Linked DNA regions of Sus scrofa: region 1 is linked to region 2. Evidence: chromatin contacts called from public Hi-C data. All regions are on one chromosome and are shown on one strand. Each heading gives the region's core, a stretch centred on a gene start, on an enhancer-like site or on the middle of the called end of the contact. The rest is flanking DNA. Distances are from core to core; before and after follow the strand shown.

Region 1 (4,588 bases), core at 1,212-3,711, 230 kb before region 2:
TGAGACTTAGTCTGCCAAACCTTTATTCATTAACTTCTCCACCCACTCTATCCCACCCTCCTCCTTTTCCTCCTCCTCTTCCTCCTCTGATGTTCCTAAAACAGTTCCTTAAGCAGCATTATCTAGTCAATTGAACAAATTTGATGTATCCCCAACATACAGCATGTTGTCTGGTACCTAGCACGCACTCAATATTTGTTGAATAAACAAATGCCATTCACTGGGATGGCCAAATCAACTGAAAATGATAAATTTGATGGTCACATTTAAAAAGAGTTTTAAATTCAGTAATAAAAAGCTAGAAGGAGAGTAAACTCTGGGAATTTCTCACCTGTCACTTTTGGTATCCTTGGAACATCAAACAAAGAGTGTCACTCGTGAGGTCTTAGTTTAAAATCAGATCTAGATGCTACTTTGTCACCTTCCCTGCAACTGTCTGAAATGTTTTCCTTTAGGCCTTAGGGCCTTTGTAGTGATGTCATCTCATGGACAAACGCCAAGTTAAGTTTTTCTGCCTCCTAGAGATTGGGGATATTTTGTGTCATCTATTAGGATTGAGGTTCGAAATGAATTTTTCATTCTTCTCAGGCTACTATTAGAGTCATCAATTGTAATCAAAGAACAGGGGCTTTGGGACTCAGACTGTGTGCGTGATTTTGGCTCCTTTACTTTCTCCTGCTTCGTGACGGACAACCTACAAGCTACTTAAGTTCCTCTAATCTTGATTTTTTTTCATCTATAAACTGAAGACGATATTAGGCATAACAGGGTTCTTGACAAGTTATGTGTAATAAGGTAAGCATGGTCTCTGAAATGAGGATGCCTCAAAAGAAAAAAGGAGCTTCTTTCCCTTGGATGAGTGGTGGTCTGTCACTTAGCTTGATGGTCAGTTTCTTCACTAGTGAATGAAATAGTGCTTAGCCACAGGGTTGTCATGAGGACTAAATTAGTTACATTTGTATGTAGTACGTGATTATTTAGGAAATACTGGTTCTTTCTTACTTGCCAGTAAGGCACTGGGAAATGCCTGAGGTGTTCTCAGTCTGTTAGAACTTGTGGTCAACCTCGAGGCTCCTGTTAGGGAGACCAAGGAGGGCATGAACATACAGGAGGATTATTACTGTGCTTATCTCTGTGATTCAGGGCTGTTCAGTAGCAATGGCTACAAGTGGAAAACTGCCATCTTCTCTCTGTGACATCTCCATGTCCCAGTCTACCTTTATCACTTTTGCCTTCAGGGTCTTTCATCAGGGTACCTTTAACCAATGGGAAATGACTCATACTCAAATGAGAGTTCTCATTGGTTGCTTTTGGGTGACCACATTTTCTGATGGGTACAAGCATCAGCCACTCCAGTTCTTAGGCAATTCCTGACTCCCACTTAGTAGCAGCAGTTCAGTTCTTAGGCAATTCCTGACTCCCTCTAAAACAAGGGATTTTTTCCCAACAATAATGGACTTCTCTGTATCTCTTCCTCCTTCCACTTGGCATAGTGCTCACCCCAAATAAACTGATGGTGGTCCATTCTCTTCAACAACCCAGAAAATTGAATTTCTACAAGTAATAACTTCAACAAAATTAACAGTAGCAAAGACTACCTGTATTTCTTTGGACACCTATTAACTCTAGTAATAAGGAAACTGATAGAACTTCAGTGAGTATGTTTTTATGATAAATGGTGTGAATTGAGGAACACGCCTATGGAGGCAGGTTTTTTCCTAGCAGGTGCCATACACTGAGGTGATAACCATTGTGATGAGCTAGCTTCCAGGATGAGTTGATAAATGAATGACTCTCACTTACCATTGGCCTTTATCAGAAGCTAGACTCGGAAGAGAGGGAGCAGAGCAAGAGATGGGGGGATGGGGGGAGAAGGGGAATTTCCATGTAAGGTACTTTGGGAATCTTGAAGCAAACAATCTTACCCAAGCCTCCCACTCCCTTGATAGATGGCTGTTGGCATCTGTGTTCTTGCAAAAAAAAAGAAGTTTCTTAGTTTAAAAAAAAAAAAAATTAGGCAGATAGAGGACGTTCAAACGCAGCAGTGGAAAAGAGAAGGGAAAAATGCACTTGGCAAGAATTCAGTCAGTTGTCTTCATTGAAATGGCATTGAATTTAAAAAAGCTTCTTCTTTACTGGAGAAGTTAAAACAAGCAAACAGCCAGCCAGGCCATCACTATGCAGTAAACGTTGTAGGAGAAAAAAATATGCAAGGTTTCTTGATTGTTTTTTTTTTTTTTTTTCTTTCTATCCTCAAACAAAGAGATCTGTGCTTGTTCCTGAAACAAGGCAAATAAATACACTGCTCACATACCCTGGTGGTTTTAAACCTCTTTCAGGAAGGCAGCTGCCCCTCCCCCCATTTATTCAGGCACTAAGTCCTGCCCCTATGCCTGGTAGCCCACAGTCCTCCAAGTTCGGGTTTACAAGGCACTTGTTTCCAGAATGTGGACTTGGACTAGGGGCAGCGTTTCTGTCTCTGCTGAATGGTGGAAAATAAGGTTCCGGGTGAGAACAATTAGAAACTTGAATGACTCTCCAGGCATCTCGCAATACAAGCTATATTCCTGTTTTTATAAGGAATTAGCTGCAGATCGCTTGGGTAGTGCTTGTCATGCTTTTGAAACGTTCCCTGTGTCTTTCTGGCACAACTGTGTTCTCCTTGGAAGTGGGGTCTTCTTGTAGTCCCTCTCCCCCATCTCTCTCTGGCTTGCCAATTCCAACATTACCCGGGTCCTTTACTCTCTCCAAGATGACCTGAAATGACCTTTTGCTTGGCATGAGACGTGATTCAACTGATAATAAAAGAGCTGGGGGCGGGGTGGCGCTGGCTGCTCAGAGTCGAGGAGTGGGGGAGGGGAAAATGCATTAATTTAAAGACAAATGCTGCCTGGTTTTTTTGCCATACATTTCTGTAATTAGTTTCCTCCATCACCTATTACACGAAGGGAAAAGGTGGTGTTTTTTTTTTTTCTGATTATTTTGAAGGCAAACCTCTCTTTGTTTTGCCTGAGCTCTTGCCTTGTTTAGACGAAGCGGGGAGGAAGAGAAGGAGGGCGGTGGGGGAGGCAGGGAGAAGCTGGCACCCCAGGTGGGGAAGCCGGGGTAGTTCACTGGAATGTGGGGTCGGCTGCCCGGCAGCTTTCTTTCTTGCTGCCTGGCAGTTTGGGGCTGGGAGTTCCTCTCCAAAGCAGCGGGCGCAAGGGTTCCAGGGTGCAGTTCCCTTCTATTTCATATCCGCTGCCTCTGAGGGGCGCGGGCTTGTTCCGGGAGGCTGTGTTTCTTTGTTGTTTTGGGAAACTAATTTTTCTCTAACTCCAGATAGATGCCCATGGCAAGTTTCATCGATCCTCTTTCTCCCTCTCTCTCACTTAGAAAAAAAGGACAAACTGTTTACTTGGATAGTACTCAGCTGAGGTTTCAGGAGTTGGCACAGCAAAAGGTCCTTGTTGTAGAGGGTCCTGCCTTCCCAGAGACCTCCTCTTTAAAGCAGTGCTCTATTCACTCTCTCCGTTGGGTGTGTGTGCACTTGACATATCATGGACATCATTTGAAAAGACAAAGACAAGGTTTCCTTGGGCGGTTGGAGGGGTATTTTGAGCCCAGCTTGACTAGATGAGCTGTGAGAAGAGACAGGTGGATGTTAGAGGTCACGTGAGGACCTGGGGTTAGAGAGCTTCTCATCCAAAGGCTTGTGAAATGCTAGAACATAGTCTAAAGTTGTCCCACCTCCTTAGAGGTGGCAGACAGCTTGCCTGTGAGCTGCCTGGGATAGATATGCAGCCATCCTGTCGCCCTCTCCTCTTGTCAAAGGAAACTTACATATGAGATGCTCTGAGAAGTGAGGAACTCCTCCTCCTTGGTCTGGGAGAATTTCTCTTGCTAAAGTGCCTTGCAGGCTGAAAGTTCCGTGAAAGGCGAGGTGTTTTTTTTTTTTTTAACCATAGTTCTCTTCTAGTTTCACACCTTTTGGCTTTTGTTGGCAACTGTTGTTAATTCATCACAGACATCATGGGTATTGGCTCTGTGCTAGGCATTATGGCTATAAGGTTACCAAAACAAAAAAGACATCTAGTCTTAGCCCTTGCCCTCCAGAAGCTTTCAGTTGAGAAGTGGAAAGAAACAATTAAACAGATGATAACATTCAGGGGAGAAGTAACTGTAAGGTGCTGCCCTTTGGGGGGAAGGTTAACTTTATGGTCTTGCCAGTTCCATTAGAGCCACCAGTGTGATCCCTTTAGTTCCCTCGTTAAAGGAGGTGACCTCTGTTCCAGAAGGTAAGAGTAGGATACTGAATGCCCACTGGCGTGCACTGGCCTCCTCCTCTCAGCTACTCAGTATCTTACTCTTACCTTCTTCAAAAGTGCCTTCTTAGAGGAAAAGAATTACCCTTCTGGAACAGATGAGTGCCAGGAGGCTGGCCTTGAGAATCCCAATGTGGAAGGGCAGTGGTGTCATCTTTGATGAGAACCTCAGCCCAGTTTCTTTCTAACCTGCTGTAGAAAAGGAAGGGGGCTAATAGACCTGAGTACCTTCCATGTGCTATAGATGATGGTGGTGATTTATTTCATTTATGTTCTGTAGAGTC
Region 2 (4,756 bases), core at 979-3,478:
GGCACTGATCCTTCCATGGGCTCTCCCACGTGTTCCCAACATGTTCCCTGATTGGGCCACTAGTTTTCTCCCAAGCTACTCAGGAAGTGTAAAATGTGTTGTGCTTTTTAGCACTCTGGACTTTTTTACATTCTCCCCAAATGGAGTGATTCTTCTGATGGAGGCACCGCAAATAAAGGAAAATGCTGCTTTTTCTTAGTTAGATGAAGTACCCCTGTTTATTCCCTATTCTAGGTTAGAGATCTCTGGATGGCCTGGGATTTTGGCATCTGTTTATTCTCTGTCAGCACAGTCTGGCACGGAGTAGGTGCTGCACGGCAGCTTATTGAATGCATACATTCTCTCTGGCCAAAATCCTTCTTGAAAGTCCTTTTCTAGTCATCTGTTAAAAATTAAAATGGTCAGATTTGGGGTTCTGATAGTTCATACCTGATTTAAGCCTGAAAAAATGAAGGCTGACTTGGTAGAAAGAAATGAGTGATAGCAGTGATTTTTTTTTTTTTTAAGGCTGTACTTGTGATATATGAGTGTTCCCAGGCCTAGGGGTCGAATCAGAGGTACAGCCGCCAACCTACGCCACAGCAACACAGGATCCGAGGGACCTACACCACAGCTTACTGTAATGCCAGATCCCCAACCCACTGAGTGAGGCCAGGGATCAAACCCGTATCCTCATGGATACTAGTCGGATTCGTTTCTGCTGTGCCACAGTAGGAACTCCCATCAGTGATTTCTGAGGGTGCTCTGATAAGAATGAAGACAGTTACCAGTTGTTATTGCATGAGGTTGAAAGAAATAATGTCTGCATGTGGGATCAGATACGAGTTAGAACTTCCTGAGTGCAAAGGTTACAGGAGACTCTTATAAATGACACATGGGGGTTTATGCCAGCAACTTCTCCAATGATAGGTACACATCCATTTAGTTCAGCAAATCTTTACTCTCCTCCTCCATTGCACCAACCCCGCACTAGAAGCTGGAGTTTAAAAGACTGATAAAGTACGTGCCTGACCACAAAGAAGACTTGAGACAAATGACATTGAACAAACTTCAATGTCATGTCCCAAGCGCTAAGAGAGAGACGTGCCTGGGGCATTGTGGGAACATGATGAAGAGGCACAGACTCCAGCTGTGTAGTCAGAGAGGGCTTCCTGGAGGAGATGGTACATGGACTGAGGTGAGAAATGTCTCAGTGAATAAAATGGAGTCACTGCAGGTCAGGAAAAGTGAACAGCTAGACTAATTGATGTAGAAACCCTTTCAGACCATAGAAATTTCATTCAGCCCTTTTGAGTTGAGTCATCTGAAAAATATTGTCCTGCAGGACGTGTGTTACAATCTTGGTGGCAAAAAGGGGCTCCATTTTCTCATTTTCTGTTCCATGTTTGATCTGACACGTCATCGGGATAGCATTTCATCATTTGAGGAGGAAAAAGGTAAAGGAGGGGACTTATTTTCTTCTGCATCCAAGGGTCATGGGCCCGTGAGCAGCCTGCTCCAAAATTCAGCACACTGCAGAGCGAGCATGGCCTCGATGCATCAAACTTGACATATTTGGGGGCTGTCCGTGGGGACTCTAGACCGGGCATTCTCTGTACCATCCAGGAGGCCCCAGCGAGGAAGGCTGGGGCCGGCCTGCCTGCCTGCCTGCTCAGGGAGAATGAACTGCTACCTGGAAACGCTCACAACAGCTGCTCTTTGAATTCCGGCAGATTGTTTTACCAGGCTCCATTGTACAGGTGGGAAAGCCAAGGCTGAAGAACACGGAGCAGCTTCCTAGGTCCTGAGGAATAAAGGGTGGTAACCGTGGGTTAATTTGACTTCTTTTCAGTGCCACAGCAAGTACATACCCAGGGTGGGAACCTCTCAGAGGCGGTTTTCCCAGAAGTGCTTTTGAAATGGCAAGCCAGTTAGCAATGATCTGTTTCCACTGGATACCCTGCTTCTGGGGCTGGCATCAGGGGGGGTGGGGGTGGGGGGTGCCCAGCCTCCTCCGGGGAGGTCACGCAGGTCCAGCCGTGGCAGCTGGTGCCGCCGGGCCCTGGACCACCAGAGAAAGGAATCTGCGGAAGGACAAAGGGTGCTGCATGGACGGCCGCGGACCTGCGCCCTCCACGCCCACTCGCCCGAGGCGGGCCGGCGGCGGGTTGGTGCCAGGCTCTGTGCTGCTCCTCCACCCCCTTCCCGGGCCCCCAGCTCCTCTGCCTGCTCTCAAAGCTCCAGCCGTCCTGAATGGGGCTTTGTGTGTGCCCCAGGGACTGGCTCGGGGGAGCCCTGATGGAAATGCTGGACAGCGATGTCTCCCCTGGATCCAGGCAGCTCGGCGCAGGGCCCATCTCGTGGGAGGCAGGTCTTTATTGTGCTGCCGATCCTTCCATATCTGAGAGAGAGCCGGACCTGCATGAACGTTCTGCCCCCCTGCACAGTGGAGTTAAGTGCAGGGCCACGGGGCTGACGGGGCCTGGGTCGCTTCCGGAGCTCTCCTTCCCACACTCTCTCTTTGCTCCTTTGCCCCCAGAGGTGGCTCTACCAATGTCATTGCACAAGAGGTGCAGTGAAATGGTCACTCTTTAGGTGCCAGGCCTTGCATTACCCACTTTATCCTGTTGAATGGAATCTTCTCAGCAATCCTGTGAGATATGTCATCTCTTATCCCCCTTTTTCAAGTGAGGAAACAAACCAAGGTTGGGAATGTTAAGCCACTTACCCTGCTAATTCCCAGCACCTGCTGGATGGGGCTCTGCTCTTGCCTCCGCCTTCTTGCCTTCAAGATGGGGATAATGGCCTCAGGCTAAAGCACAGGGCTGGGCTCTGGCTCCCACCCAGCTCTGGCCTAGCGTCCTGCCCTAATGAGGGGACAAAGGTTAGTTCTGGGTGTCTGGCTGACACTTCAGCTCTCTTCTGTCAGGTTGAAGTGCAGGCACAAGTCTTTTTTTTTTTTTTAAAGTAGAAAAGAAGCAGTGGTCATGAGATCATCTGCATTCACACATGTATGGCCAGGATATCTAGCTTAAGAGGTATGGTCCATAGCTCTCTTATGCAGCAAAGCTCAATGGCCCTTTTCAGGGACAGACATTTTACCATGGATTTCACTTTATTTTTTCTTTTTAGGACTGCACCTGTGGCATATGCAGATTCCCAGGCTAGGGGTCTTATCTGAGCTACAGCTGCTGAAGTATGCCACAGCCACAGCAGTGCCAGATCAGAGCCATAACTGTGGCCTACACACTACAGCTTGCAGCAACACCGGATCCTTAACCCAATAAGTGAAGCCAGGGATGGAACTCGCAACCTGATGGTTCCTAGTCGGATTTGTTTCCACTGCACCACAACGGGAACTCCTTTACCATGGATTTTGGAACAGCTCTGTTACAACTGAATCAAATGGCCAGCTGGGAAGGGCTATGAGTATTTCTCTGTTGGCAAAGAGGCTCGAGCAATCTATGGTCAAACAAAAACAGCAATAGAAATGCAGGTTAGATCTTAAGAAGAACCTCCTAACTGCATTGTGGTGTGCCAATAATCAGACAAAATAAGTTGTCCTTCAGAGTCTGTTTTTGCCTGTTTATTTTCTTCCTTTTCTCTTTTTTTTTTTTTTTTTTTAAAGAAAAGCTAGTTCTTCACCTTTCTAGGCTGTTATCATTATAGCCCATGTTATTTCTAGAGAAAGGGGATGACTGTCACAGGCCTCACAAAGCAGTAAGATCCTCTGTGTTCATTTTTTACACATGACAAGCAACTCTGGAGAATTGGGACCCTCAGAGTTGTGTGTGATAGGGTGTGTTCCACCCTCTTCCCCCGTGAAGAGTGAATGTCCACTTTTCAGCACTGTTGCACTCCGCCCCAGAAGTGGGAGGAAGTGGCAGGGCTGGAAAGATGGGTACATTTTCCACGTTTTATTCTCCAAGTTGCTTTCCACAGTCTCTATGCATTGTGCTGATGCCCCAAGGGTCTTTACTCCAGCAGTGCCTTACACCACCGCTATCATCAGGGCTTATCATGATGGTCTAATTGTGCGGATGCATAATAAACACTTGTGTTTTGAGCAACTGAAGCATAAGAGCCGCAGAGAGATTCCCCATCAAAATCAAGAGACTTGTCTGTGGGCGGTTAAGGTCCTGAGATGTGGGGCACTGAGCATACTGGAGTCACAAACACCCATTAACCTGCCTCTCTGTTCTGGCCCTTCTCCGCTAAAGCTGTGGGCCTTCTTTGGTCTTTGTCTTAGGAGTCGCTGGTTTCTTTTTTACTTTGCTAGTCTCATTTCTGAGAGGGGAACTCACTCTTCAAACCAGGAAGAGTTAAAGATCGTGGAATTCAAGAGCTCAAGGGATCACTCAGGTTAGACACGGGAAAGGACTTTTGGATTGTGACAAGGAGGCTGCGTAGAGAAACCCGTTTGGACAGGACACGTGAAATTCACCACTGGTACCTGGGCTGCTGGAGTTTGAGCAACGTCGTGGGTCTCATTTCTTTGTTCATAAGGTAGCGTGTGACAGTTTCACAGGTTCACTGGACAGTTTCATCTTTGGGAGTTCTTTGGACTTTGGTGGGTAAGCCATGCAGGATCGCTGTGTTGGGCTGTGAGCAGTGGGCCCCAAAGTATCACCAAGAGCTTGTGGACAGAAGAGACGTGATCCGAGAGGCACGCATCAGGAAGACTCAGCTGAGAGCCACGTGTAAAATGGAACACAGTGGGTAGATGCTGGTATCGGGAAATTAAGCAGGAAGACAGAACCAAAGTCTGGCAGAGAAA

What was found. A called contact is a pair of places that touch in the nucleus more often than the background predicts.
Region 1: a Hi-C map of brain shows a contact between it and region 2, with 2.9 times the contacts expected there. The contact joins two enhancer-like sites. A contact is called at or near these places in 2 of 47 Hi-C or Micro-C datasets (brain and embryonic fibroblasts).

What each region holds. Positions count from the first base shown.
Region 1 is chr9:49,443,929-49,448,516 of Sscrofa11.1, reverse strand. The region is part of intron 1 of LOC102164776; the gene reads left to right. Among named protein-coding and RNA genes, the nearest start is that of UBASH3B, 180 kb to the left of the region's middle. Within about 2 kb of position 2,461, at least 15 of the 83 cell types and tissues checked have an H3K27ac peak or open chromatin away from gene starts, as enhancers often do. A contact at or near this core is called in brain, where this site is marked.
Region 2 is chr9:49,214,058-49,218,813 of Sscrofa11.1, reverse strand. All of the region lies in intron 3 of LOC102164776, which reads left to right. Among named protein-coding and RNA genes, the nearest start is that of MIR100, 58 kb to the right of the region's middle. Within about 2 kb of position 2,228, at least 13 of the 83 cell types and tissues checked have an H3K27ac peak or open chromatin away from gene starts, as enhancers often do. A contact at or near this core is called in brain, where this site is marked.